Linked DNA regions of Mus musculus: region 2 is linked to region 1. The links are chromatin contacts, called in public HiChIP or PLAC-seq maps. All regions are on one chromosome and are shown on one strand. Each heading gives the region's core, a stretch centred on a gene start, on an enhancer-like site or on the middle of the called end of the contact. The rest is flanking DNA. Distances are from core to core; before and after follow the strand shown. Region 1 holds the start of Tesk2 (testis-specific kinase 2). Region 2 overlaps Tesk2 (testis-specific kinase 2).

Region 1 (6,527 bases), core at 1,887-4,386:
ACCACACAGGACAGGGTTTGAGGAACCATCCCAAACATTTATCTCTATAAAAGAATAACGTATCATGCATTGAAATCACCCAGATGTCTGAGAACCTCACTGTTTAGACACAATCTGTACCATTGATCACTAGTTTCTAACATGTGAGTCCCTCCTTGTTGATGATAGGCCCCATCTATAATATCTCCTGTGTTCCATCTCCTGCCATCATATTGGGTAGTTATTACATCTATACAGATGACATAGTCAACACAGCCCTTAACGCTGCTGAACTATTGTAATGACCTATATAGCTCCACTTCCCTTCAACAGTACTGAGACAGTTACACCTTTTTTTCTTCCTCAGCCTTGGAAAGAACTCTGAATTTTTCCAATCATGTATTCTTACAAAACCCACTCTTCAATCACAATTCTGCTTATCTCCTCATTCTCCATCTTACTAGCTTTCTTAAAGATTTTTTAAAATTTTTTATTTTGTATGCATGAGTGTCTTATCTATATGTCTGTGTGTTATATGCATGCATCGCCTAAGGAAGCCTGAACAGGTGTTGCCTCCCCCAGAACTGGAGTTACACACAGTTGCATATAGTCACTGGGAACTGAATCTGTGTCCCCTGGGAGAAAGACCAATGCTCTTAAAAGCTAAGCCACCTCTTCAACCCCAGATTTTACTTCTTATAACTTCTAATTCAGACTGTGCAGTTAATCATAGGCCCACAGTATCATTCGCAGTCTGAAAAGTGGCTCCCATTTTATATTTCTGCTTTGCAAATTCCAGTTCTGGGTCAACCCAATCTTTTGGGGTTTGCTTTATTTTGGTTTTTGTCTGCCTGTTTGTAGGGTGTTGAGGAAAATGTAAAATCTGATGGTGGCACAACCTTTTAATTCTAGCAGAGGCGGGTGGATCTGAATAGAAGAAGAAGGAAAGGAAGGAAGAAAGGAAAGGAAAGAGAGAGAGGAAGGAAGGAAGGAAGGAAGGATCCTTACCCTTGGTGGTAGAGATGGCTCAGTGGTTTAAAGCACTTGTTACTCTTCTAGAGAACCCAGGTTCGAGTCCTAACACCCACGTGGCAGCCACAACAATCATCACTCCAGTTCCAAGGGTCTGACACCCTTTTCTGATCTCTGAGGGCACCTTCACACATGTGCACAAACATACACACAGGCACACACTTACACACCATACAGCATGATCCACATAGTGAGTTCCAAATCAGTCAGGGCTACACTGCGAGATTCTGTCTGAAACCAAACCAACAGAAGAAGCACTCATCACATAAAATAAAAATAAACCTAAAAACAACAAACCCTTGCTATTTCCCACTGATGATTCCCATGGCTATAACGCTCATGTCAGAAACTCACCGCAGTTCCGTCAACCTCCAGAGAAAGCTGATTTATCTACAGATAACTGATCACAATAAAAATAAGACCAGTCTAGTGTGATAACACGCATAATTCCCGGCTGGCCTACCCTCAAACAAGCAGAAAAAGAGAGAAAGAAGGCAGATGTGCTGCTCACTGCCGCCTGCCTTCCACTTACTCCTAAATCCGTGGGCTGACCACTGCATTACAACCACCAGATTATCAAAACTGCCTTTGAAAGAAAACAAGTCACTTCCTAATTGCCAGACTCGTGGCTTCACACTCTCCTGCTGCTTGACCTGGGAAGCGCCTGGTATCCCCCTCCCTTCTGGAGACTGTCTTTGGCTTCTGTGATACTGCCACAGTGTTCTAGCTCTCTTCAGTGTCTGTTATCCTCAGCAATGCTGCCTCTGTCCACAGCCCAATTCTCCGCTTTCTGGAGTACTACGAGGGGGTGCTAAGGTTTCAAGTATTCCTATTTAATTCCAATTTATGTCTTTAGAGCCTAACTTAATCAGTTCTATGAGCAACTTTCCACCTCTATTTGAAAAACTCGGGTTGAACTTGTCCACAACCCAACTTATCATTCTTCAGATCTACTTCTTTACATTGTTAGCACCACCAACCCAATACCATAAACCAATGAGAAAGCCCTTATGTAGAAAAGCAGAAAGCAAAAAACCCTCTAAATTCTATTCTAAAATTCTTGGAATTTCATGCCATTCTCTTCATTTTCCACAACTATTCCAGTCCATTCATCCTCTTCTCACGCACAAAACACAGCAGCCTCCTGACTACCTGGGCCTTCTGCCCTCCGGTCTTACTTTCAATCTTTCTTTCACATTTTCCAGAGATAATCCATATCAAACTCCTGCTTACAACCTTCAATGGCTCCGTATGCCTACAAATAAAGTCCAAATTCTTTAACAAGTTTTTCTCAGAGGTTTAAATTAAAAGGTTTTTCAATTGGACTAATCTGGCTTTTATTTCCAACTAAATCAGAATCGTAGTTTAGATAAGAGTCTTCTTCAAAATGAAGGGTAAGAACGTGAATAAAAAGGAGAGAAGTCTCTTAGGATAGGAGTCAGGGTGGTTAGGAGAGATGAGCACGTTTCGGAGGGAATCCAGATCTCAGAGGGAGAAGGGGGCTCGGAGACTAGTGAGGCACACTCAGTAGGGGAACGGGACGTGAAGGATTCCACAACTTCACAAGTGAGGAAGGTCAGACACAAACAACCCTTTTGAGTATAACGTCCAATGGGTTCTTGACCCCTGAGACGAGGTGGGGACTGTCCCGGGACCCGGAGGGAACTGAGAAGGAAAGGGGGAGAGGGGCAAGAGACAGTCCCCGCTTCTTTGAGAATCTCAAGTACAGCACCGGATTGTCCAGTGCTCAGCGACCCATGAGCCAAGCTGCGCGCAGGGCAGGGATGCCGAGCCTTGGTCCCCAGGCACTCTCCCGACGTTACCTGAGGCACAACTGAGCCGCGGAGGGGGCGTCTGCGCCGGCCAGAGGGTAAGGGAGGCAGCGGCCCAGAGCGAGCATAGCAGCTCCCGGCCGCGGCTGTTTAGCCTGCGGAGGAGGTGAGGGTCCCTTGGGCAGAAGCCGGAGATTGCTCAGGGCCAGCGGCGGCGCAGGAGCTGGAGGCTACTGCCATGGCCTTGCGGTCTGAGCTGCTTTCCCCCGCCTACTCGGCGGGGCCCGGAGGCGGATCACCGCTGGGACTGAGAAGGCAGCTGGAAACTCTCGGCTCCCCGCCGGTGAGTGTCTGAAACGCCTGGGGGGCAGGGGGCTGGGGGCGGGGCCCCGTGAGCTCCGCCCCCTCCTCAGGCCTCCCTCAGAGCAGCCAATCAATCGTCAACCTTTGACAAACGAGCTAATAGAGTTGCCCAATTAACGTTAGGAATGCCACGTGGTACGAGGGTGGGCACAATGGGCGTACAGAAAAGCCAATCAGCAACGCTCGGCGCCAACTCTTAGAAGATGAAGGGAACCAATAGGAAGAGAGTGGAGTTAAAAACAGAGGGGACAGTGTGTTGAAAAAGCGGAACCGGAGAGAATTCACCTTGGGGAAAACCTAGTCTAAAGAGTCTCAGAGGGCGGGACACAAGAGAGACCAATCAAACCCCCCCAAACAGAAGCGAATGGTAAATTAATTAAGCCAATTAAACAAGCACTAAACTGGCGCGGCTTTTGAATAAGGTGTTCTGCTGGATCGAATGCAGTGTCCTGCAGGAACGCAGTATATTGACAAGCTAAAATTAGCACATAATTCCTAACAACTTGAGAAAGAGCAGTAAGTATAACTTAAACGAAATGCCAAAGGGAGAGATTGAATTCAGGGAAGGCTTAGAGGATTGGTATCACCAGCTAGATGGAAAGGAGAGATATGAAAGATCTTCGAAGGGAATAACAATTCTACCCAACTGTTCATCAGGTACAGATTTCCTCACACTTTCCATAGCCATGGATCTCAAGGGTTCATAATTTTATAGCTGAACAGACTGCTAAAGAAGAATAAGAGCAGTGGGATATAGGTCTTACTCCCAACGGTTTAGGGGCCTCCCTTCAGAAATCTTTAGCATGTGAGACATAATTAAAATATGTCTAGGAGCCGAGCATGGTGGCGCACGCCTTTAATCCCAGCACTCAGGAGGCAGAGGCAGGCGGATTTCTGAGTTCGAGGCCAGCCTGGTCTACCGAGTGAGTTCCAAGACAGCCAGGGCTGCACAGAGAAACCCTGTCTCGAATAACAAAAAAAAATAAATAAATAAATAAATACTAGGGGCAGAAAGCAATGGTAATGTACCATGTGGTCCAGGGTTCAATTCCCAGCACTGAAAATAATAACACCAATGGAATGTAGTGCTACTGACAGCTGAGTTTATGAAAATGTATAGTAGGAAATAAAATTGCAAGAGGCTGAACATGAGTGGAGTTTAAATAATAAAATTATCTTTTTATTTTAAATGCTGTGTGATTTATCCTTGAACAGAAGCATAACCTAAACAGGGAATTGTTTGAGGAAGAGTAATTAGCTCACAGAATCTCTGAAGGGAGGTACTCAGGCACAGTTCTCTTGGCCTGTTCAGGATCTTTCTGACATAAATTATGTGCTGCCACCTGGTGGCAGTTCAGACCCACTGTTCCACCGTTGTCCTTTAACATTTCTGTTGAAAGATTTGGCACCCTTGCAAGTGTGTCTCCCATAGAGCTTGATACAAACAGTTGATAAATACTACTGGTAGCAATCGGAGCTAATGCCACCATGCCAGATAAATTATCTGCCCAGTGAAAGACAGAGAGAGGCTTGGCGAAAAGGCTTGTGTTAAATGTGGATCTAAATAACAAAAATTTTTTAAATTTGGGGCTGGAGATGCAGTCCATTTGGCAGTGTTAGTATGCACGGCGCCCAGATGTGGTGTCACACTCCTATCAAATCACCATTCAGAAAGTGGAGGCAGGATTTCAGGAGTTCAAGGTCATCCTCAGCTAGATATGGAGTCTAGACCAGCCTGGGACACTTGATACCTGGCCTCAAAATAAAAACTATTAAATAGAGGAAGGAGGAAAAACAACAACACCAAGGGTTCAAGTAGTTACCGTGCAAACCTGAGGAAGAGTCTGTCATCCCAGCACTCCTGGAAGGTGGGAGGCAAAGACCAACACCAGAGCTGCCTCCTAATCCCAACATGTACTCGGTAGCATGAATGTACACAAACAAGCCAGGTATGGTCTACATACCTATAATACCTGGGGTGTGGCGACAGGAGGAACAAGGCCACCTTTGGCTATATAAAGAGTCTAAAGCAAGCCTGGACAACACAGGATTCTGTCATATACACACCAAAATAAATCAATAAAATAAAACTGGGTCTGAAGCTAAGTATGATATCACTGTATCACTTGTAATCCTGGCAATCAGGAGACTCAGGCAGGATGGAAACAAGTTTGAAGCCAACCTGAGCTACAGAGTTCTGAGTCAGTCCAAGTAAATGCATACTACATACTACATACTAAATGAAAACAGGGCTGAAGAGATGGCTCAGCAGGTAAGAGCACTGACTGCTTTTGCAGAGGATCCTGGTTCGATTCCCAGCACATATATGCTGATTCTAGTTAACTCCAGTTCCAGAGGATCCAGTGCTCTCACCTGGCCTCTGCAGGCACCAGACAAGCACAGTGGTACAGACACACATGCAGGCAAAGCAAAGCACTTACTCACATGAAATAACAATAAATAAAACAAAAGCAAAAAGAACCTCTCCTCTCCTTCCCTCTCTCTCAAGGTCTTTTTTTTTTGTCCTTTTTCAAGACAGGGTTTCTCTGTGTAGCCCTGGCTGTCCTGGAACTCACTCTGTAGACCAGGCAGGCCTCGAACTCAGAAATTCGCCTGCCTCTGCCTCCCTAGTGCTGGGATTAAAGGCATGTGCCACCACTGCCCGGCACAAGGTCTTATTATACAGTTCAGAGATGGTCTTGAACTCAGAGATCCATCTGCCTCTTCCCAAGAGCTGGGCTTAAAGGTGTGCACTATCATACCCACTGAGAGACCCTGCCTCTGGTCACCACATACTCATGCTCAAAATAATCAGGTGCAAATGCACACATGCACACACACATGTACGCAACTGTGCACACACTCGCACACATGTGCACACGCACATGTACACACACACACCCCAACAAAAAAATGTGGAAGATATCCCTATAACTATTCAATGTCCAAGGCCCTCTCCCCATAATGTTGGCTATTAGTTGGGCCAGAAATTTAAATATACCATTACTAAAAGTAGCTCCCATTTTACTACCTCATCCTTCTATTTTTTTTTTTTTAAGATAACTGTCTCCTCTTGCCAGCCTGAACTAAGAGTTGGAACCTTCCCATAAGCTGACTGCACATCTTAGTTCTAAGCAAATGCATCCGAAGACCTAACTGGTGGATGGATGGCATTATCTCTTGTCTACAGTTACCACTGGCAGAGGCTTCATGAGGTCTCTGAAATGCTGCTGATTCTTAGGAAATCTTGAACCCCCTAGAACATAAAGTCCAGAAAAGCAGAAAGCAAAGCTGACCTTCAATGCCAGAGATCTTGAGTTCAATTCCCAGCAACCACATGGGATCCAATGCACTCTTCTAGTGTGTGTCTGAAGACAGCTG
Region 2 (6,527 bases), core at 1,872-4,371, 46 kb before region 1:
AGTGTACTTACATATAATAAATAAATAAATCTAAAAAAGAAGAAGACGATGACGAAGAAAACGAGGACGAAGAAGAAGCCTTCACTTGAGATTGCCTTGGCAATTTTTGACAATTTTTTTTCCTCCCTATATAGCCTTGGGTGTCCTGAAACTCACTCTATAGGCTGGTCTCAAACTCAGATATCCGCCTGTCTCTGCTGGCCTTAAAGGTGTGTGCCATCACACATGGCTCTCTTGTCAATTCTTTAAGGCTAGTGCTGTAGCCCAATGGCCTAGCAAGACAAGGTCCTGGGTTCAATCCTAGCACAAGTTTGTAAACAAACAAATAGATCAATACTTTCCAGATTAATTAAAAGAAAACCAGTAAGGTATAATGGCAAATTAGAGGGAATGTTGGGAACAGACAGTTTGAGACTATAAAACTCAGGTTTGCCTTGGAACGCAGCCAGTCACAAAGGCATCTTAGGGTCAGTTTCCCTGGTTGCTGGGATTACAGGTGTGAGACCCTAGCTCTGTCATCCATTTTATTCATTTCAAAAGTGGTAGCTTTCTTCATATTAGAAAAAACAGAGTTTATAGATCTCTGCCTTTCTAGTACCTTGCATACATTAATCCAAGATTTGTTGACTAGCATGAATGTTTTTTATGACCTAGGAATTTATTAATAGTTTTAAGTGCCCTTGCTGAGATGGCTTGGACATACTTTTAGTGGTTTGAATAATAATAGCCCTCAGAGGCTTGTATATTTGAATGCTTAGTCATCAGGGTGTGGGGCATTTGAGAAAGATTAGAAGGTGTGGCCTTGTTGGAAGAAGAATGTCACAAGAAGTGGGCTTTGAGGTTTCAAAAGCCCATCTCTCTTCTCCTCTCCCCTTCCCTCCCCTTCCCTCCTCCTCTTCTTCTTCTCCTTCTTCTCCTCCTTCTCCTCCTCCTTCTTCTTCCTTCTCTCTCTCTCTCTCTCTCTCTCTCTCTCTCTCTCTCTCTCTCCCCGCCTGCAGATCAGGAGAAAACTAGCTCTCGGCTACTGCTCCAGCACCATGTTCCCCAACATGATAATGGACTAAGCCTCTGGAACCGTAAGCAGGCCCTGGAATTAACTGTCTTTTCTTATGAGAGTTGCCTTGGTTATGTTATCTCTTCAGAGTAATAGAACTGTGAAAAATCCCCTTCCAAGATCAACTAAAATGTCATCATCTCTGCAAAGGATGCCATGGCTGACCTAGGCTATTAGCAGAACAGCTCTTCCTTCTTCCCGTGCTGCCGGTCTGCATGTTCCCTCTGCTTTGAGTAACTGCTGGTTCGCATCAACGGAGACCATCTGAGTCTGAAGTCAGACTACAACTGGGTGTGTGTTTTCACACCCAAAACAGAAGTAATTACGATTGCCTAACTCCTATAGCCACTGTGAAGAGGAAACAATCATAATATGAACTAGAAAGTATAGTTATTCTATGGCATAACTGATTCCCCCACTTGGAATATTAAGAGAGTACAGTGTGAACTGGTGTGGCACCCCAGCAGGTAAAAGCGTCTGCCACTAGGCTGAACAACTTGAGTTCTATCTCCAAGACCAATACTGTGGAAAAAAAGAACAGACTCCTGCAGGTTATCCTCTGATCTCCTTATCACACACACACAGAGCAAGTAAATAAATAAATGTTTAAAAACATTAAAAGCAGGGCTGGCTGGAGAGGTGGCTCAGTGCTTAAGAGCACTAGCTGTTCTTCCAGAGGACCCAGGGCTCAAATTCCAGCACCCACACGGCAGCTTACACCAGTCTTTAATTCCAGTTCCAGGGGATCCGACATCCTCATAACAGATGTATATGCAAGCAAAACAGCAATGCACATAAAATAAAAATAAGCATTGAAGCCGGGTGGTGGTGGTGCACACCTTTAATCCCAGCATTTGGTAGGCAGAGACAGGTGGATTTCTGAGTTCGGCTACACAGAGAAACCCTGTCTCGAAAACAAAACAAACCAACCAACCAAACAAACAAACAAAAAAAACATTGAAAACTTTTTTTTTTTAATTAAAAAATAAAAAGAAGTGCAGATCTTGAGCTTGGGCGATGACAACAGGTAAACAGCCTACTTCGAGGCCTGATGACCTGAGTGCCATCCTTGGAACCCACACAAAGGGAGGAGAGAGCCAAATCCACAAAGCTGTCCTCTGGCTTCCATACACAGTATTAATACTACTAATAAATACCTCTTTAAAAGAGTCCAGCTCCTAGCTCCTACGCTCCCATGGACAGTGTGGGTCACACACAGTGTTCTGTGTAAGCAGTTACTGAGTGAGAGGTCATAACCACCCAATCAGTGAGCTTGATTATAAAACAGCATTTTACTGCCACTATGTACTGAGACCTTGTCTCCAAAGGCATAAAGAAAAGAAAGGAGGAATATTTCCAGGCAGGCACTAGGCTGGGAAGCCAAGATGTATTTGATTTATTTAATTAGTATTTATAAAGAAGTCAGGCAATAACATCCTATCACTCACAGAACACAACCACAGGCACAGACATCATATGACAGTCTTCTACCTGCTTTCTTTCCCACCCTGCTTTGGCATCATTATATCACAATTAGGAGCATTGCTTTTCTACCTGACCTCATTCCTTACACAGCCGACTAGCACTGATACACTCAAAGTGGTGTCATTGGGCTGGGAGCATAGTTTGATGGGTAGAGGTCTTGCCTAGCATAAACATAAATTGTGTGTGGTGGTGTATCTTTATAGTACCAGCCTACAAAACGTAAAGGCTTTGAGTCATCGAACTCTAAGGCCAGCCTGCTCTATGCACAAGTTCATTTCCACATTAAAACCTGAAAAGCCATCTAGATATGGTGGCATGAACTTGCAGTTCCAGCACTTTGGCTGCAGCAGCAGGACTGTAAGTCCAAGGTCAGTGTGGGCTACACAGTGAAACCCAGTCTCAAAACAGGAGGCACTTAAATAAAACCACACTCTTCCTGATTCATTCTGAGCCTCTCTTCCTCCCTTTCTTTGTTTTAGTTTATTTTGTTTTGTGCGTCTGCTGTTGTGTTGTTTTCTGTAGCACAGGGTGGATGGGCTTGAATTTACAATGTATGTGTGGGTGGCCTTGAACACGTGCTCCTCCTGTGCTACTGCACCTAGCTTCTGAATGATTGCCCACTCCCTCCTCAATCATGAGAGCCAGCATTTACTTAAGTGACTCAGAATGAAGCTGTGCTCTTTTCTTTTCTTTCTTTTTTCCCTTTTCTTTCCTTTCTTCCTTCCTTTCTTCCTTTTTTTCTCTCTCTCTTTCTCTTTCTCTCTCTTTCTTTCTTTCAAGACAGGGTTTTTCTGTGCAGCCTTGGCTGTCCTGGAACTTACTATGTAGACCAGGCTGGACTTAAACTCAGAAATCCGCCTGCCTCTGCCTCCCAAGTGCTGGAGGTTAAAGGAATGCACCACCATTCCAGGCCTTGGAAGTGCGTTCTTAGGCAAGTGCTTAAAAGCTAGTGAGGGCTCAAATTTGTTATTTTCAGTTTTATATTATATACTGATTCATATCAAGAAGAAAATTGGGATCTTGTTTTATTTTTATTTATTTATTTTTGGTGTGTATGTGTGTTTTTGTGTGTGTACATAGGTACACTATTCCAAATGTGCTGGTGTGTGTGTGTGTGTGTGTGTGTGTGTGTGTGTGCGCGAGTACAGATACAGTATTCTATGTGTGCACAGTAAGAGATCAGAGGTCAACATCAGGTCTCCTCCCATCGCTCTCCGCCTTAATTCTTTTAAAGACTTCTTATTGGGGCTGGAGTGATGGATGGCTCAGTGGTTAAGACCAATAACTGCTCGTCTAGAAGACCAGTTCTCAGAACCACAATTATCTATATTCCAGTTATTAGGAACCCAACATCCTTTTCTGACCTCTATGGACACTGCATACATGTAGCACATTTACATATAAGCAGGCAAAACACTCATATACATAAAATAAAAAATTTTTTTAAACTTTAAAAAATTACGAGCACTGGTTCCTTTGGTTCCTGGCACCCACATGGTGGCTTACAACCATCTGTAACTCCCAGTTCCAAGAGGTCTAATACCTTCTTGTGACCTCTGTGGGAACCAGACATTCACTTGGTACACACACATATGCACATGCTGGTAAAATGCATATACATATAAAAAAAGATTAAAATAAATAATTTAAAGGAACAAAACCCAACCCCTTTCCTTCCTGAGCTCCTGGTTACTGAAAGTTTTACAGCCCTGATTGCGGACTAAATTCCTCAACGTGTTACTCAGTACTGAGAGCAGGGCATGGTGGCACAAAGGTACAGCCTCAGCCTGTGGGAGCGGGACTCAGAAGACAACAGTTCTAAGGTATTCTCAGGTCCACTGAAAGGCCGAGGCCAGCTGGGACAACATGAGATTCTGTCCCCAAAGACCTAAAAATGAAAAATAATAAACACAAAAACTGCAAAAGGTCTGAACGTTCTGGTCCAGCCCTCCTTATCTCCTATCACATCTAACATCATTCTTTATTGTAGTTATATAACTTGCCACTCCTGCTTAGGGTCTAAGTTCTCATACGTTTACACTGTTGCTTGAAGAAGTATTTTTGGAACCTACTTTTCAAAAATTCTACCAATCCTTTAAAATTTAGTTAAGGACATCTCCAAACAAGCCAGGTGTGGCAGTACAGTTGCTTTATCCCATCACTCTAAGGTAGGTAAATCTATTGAATTTGAGGCTAGTCTGATCTACAGATCAAGCTCCAAGACAGTCAGCGATACATAGAGAGACTCTGTCTCAAAAAAAAAAAAAAAACAAAAGCAAGAAGAACAACAAAAATCTACAAGTAGTGTTAATATAGCAAACATGGCATCTGCTGGGCTACAGTGAGGCCACATATTATGTCGCTAAGTTCCTCACATTGGTTGAACCTCGTGGGACAGACCTGTAGCTCCAGCTGCTTAGAAAGATGGGCAAGCGGATTGCAAATGCAAGGTCTACCTGAACAGGGTTATTTCAAGGCCATCCTAGACAACTTATTGAGATTAGGTTTCAAAATAAAAAAATAAAGCCGGGCGTGGTGGCCCACGTCTTTAATCCCAGCACTCGGGAGGCAGAGGCAGGCAGATTTCTGAGGCCAGCCTCGTCTACAAAGTGAGTTCCAGGACAGACAGGGCTATACAGAGAAACCCTGTCTCGAAACCCCCCCAAAATAAAAATAAAATAAAAAATAAAAAAATGGGAGAACTGTTGGAGCTGGAGAGATGGCTCTGCACTTGAGAGCACAAGCTGCCCTTGAGAGGACCTCAGTTCATTTCCCAGCACATATACGACCATCTACATTTTCTGGCCTCTGTGTAGGAACATGGTGCACAGACACATGTAAATAAAACATTCATACACACAAAAAAATAAATAAATAAAAATAAATCTTAAAAAAAGGAAGGCTGGGGACTGCAGATTGCTTATTATGTTCAAGGTTCTAGTTTCAACCACAGTATTCCCTTACACACACACACACACACACACACACACACACACACACACACTCTAAAATTGCCTTTCCAAGCTGGCTCTCGTAGAATCTATTCACAGCTGTAATTTCAACCATCTCTCTGATGTTTTCATGAAGATTACCCTTTCTCTTCACACACACAAGACTATTTTGGAGCTTCTACTGAAGAACTCAGAAGGCCCCACCACCTCCTACCTCATGTCTAATTGTGTCTAGCTGCTCTTTTACTACGCTACGAGGTGGGCCAGGTCAGGGGTCCTGTATGTGGAAGACTGTCAAGGTCATAAGATTGCTTCACCTTTCCTTCTGCTGCAGCCATTTCCCAGTTTTGATCCCAGCTGGTCATCACCATGGTATGTGGGCAGAGGGTGCCACGCCTAGGCCTATCCCAGAACACCTCGACATCACCCACTAAACTTTCTTTATCCATCAGCAGATACAGAAGATCCAGTGGAGGCATTCGAGGTTCTGTCCTGGCAGAAAAAGAGTACCTCTACCTCCACCTCCCCTCACCACACCACCACACATAAGGCTAGGAGATCTTCTTTACTACAGTAATTAAGCCCACCTAAACTGGTAGCCTACTTCACTGTTAGTGTTTAGTAAGTAATTACTAAATTTAATTAAAATTTAAAATCCCTTCTTTGTTTTGTTGGATTTTTTTTGTTGTTGTTTTTCAAGACAGAGTTTTCTCTGTGTGGCCCTGCTACTCACTCTAATATCCAGGCTCTGCCTGCCTCTGCCATCCAAGTACCACCACTGCCAGGCTAAAATTCAAGATTCTTTTTTTTTTTTTTTTTTTGGTTTTTCGAGACAGGGTTTCTCTGTGTATAGTCTTGGCTGTGCTGGAACTCACTTTGTAGACCAGGCTGGCCTCGAACTCAGAAATCCACCTGCCTCTGCCTCCCGAGTGCTGGGATTAAAGGCGTGTGCCACCACACCCGGCAAAATTCAAAATTCTTATTCTGAGACAAGAACTTTCCTAGGCCCTGTAACCCTCCACTGGGGAAAGTGACCA

What was found. HiChIP or PLAC-seq counts read pairs in DNA pulled down with a chosen protein or histone mark.
Region 2: an H3K27ac HiChIP or PLAC-seq map of embryonic stem cells shows a contact between it and region 1, with 18 read pairs. The contact joins the enhancer-like site here to the promoter of Tesk2 in region 1. A contact is called at or near these places in 7 of 39 promoter capture datasets (the 3T3-L1 cell line, the C10 cell line, the HPC-7 cell line and 4 more), 2 of 15 datasets of contacts at CTCF or cohesin (the NIH/3T3 cell line and embryonic stem cells), 23 of 484 Hi-C or Micro-C datasets (the G1E-ER4 cell line, the HL-1 cell line, adipose-derived mesenchymal stem cells and 14 more), 23 of 115 datasets of contacts at active chromatin or transcription factors (the 230-238 cell line, CD8 T cells, the SCID.adh cell line and 13 more) and 3 of 9 other capture datasets (adipose tissue, liver and pancreatic islet).

What each region holds. Positions count from the first base shown.
Region 1 is chr4:116,717,564-116,724,090 of GRCm38.p6, reverse strand. Tesk2 (testis-specific kinase 2) reads right to left here and starts at 3,136. Exons shown (of 11, transcript NM_146151.4): 1 at 2,835-3,136.
Region 2 is chr4:116,763,490-116,770,016 of GRCm38.p6, reverse strand. All of the region lies in intron 3 of Tesk2 (testis-specific kinase 2), which reads right to left. Among named protein-coding and RNA genes, the nearest start is that of Toe1, 41 kb to the left of the region's middle. Within about 2 kb of position 3,121, at least 11 of the 459 cell types and tissues checked have an H3K27ac peak or open chromatin away from gene starts, as enhancers often do. A contact at or near this core is called in adipose tissue, embryonic stem cells, granulosa cells and 1 more, where this site is marked.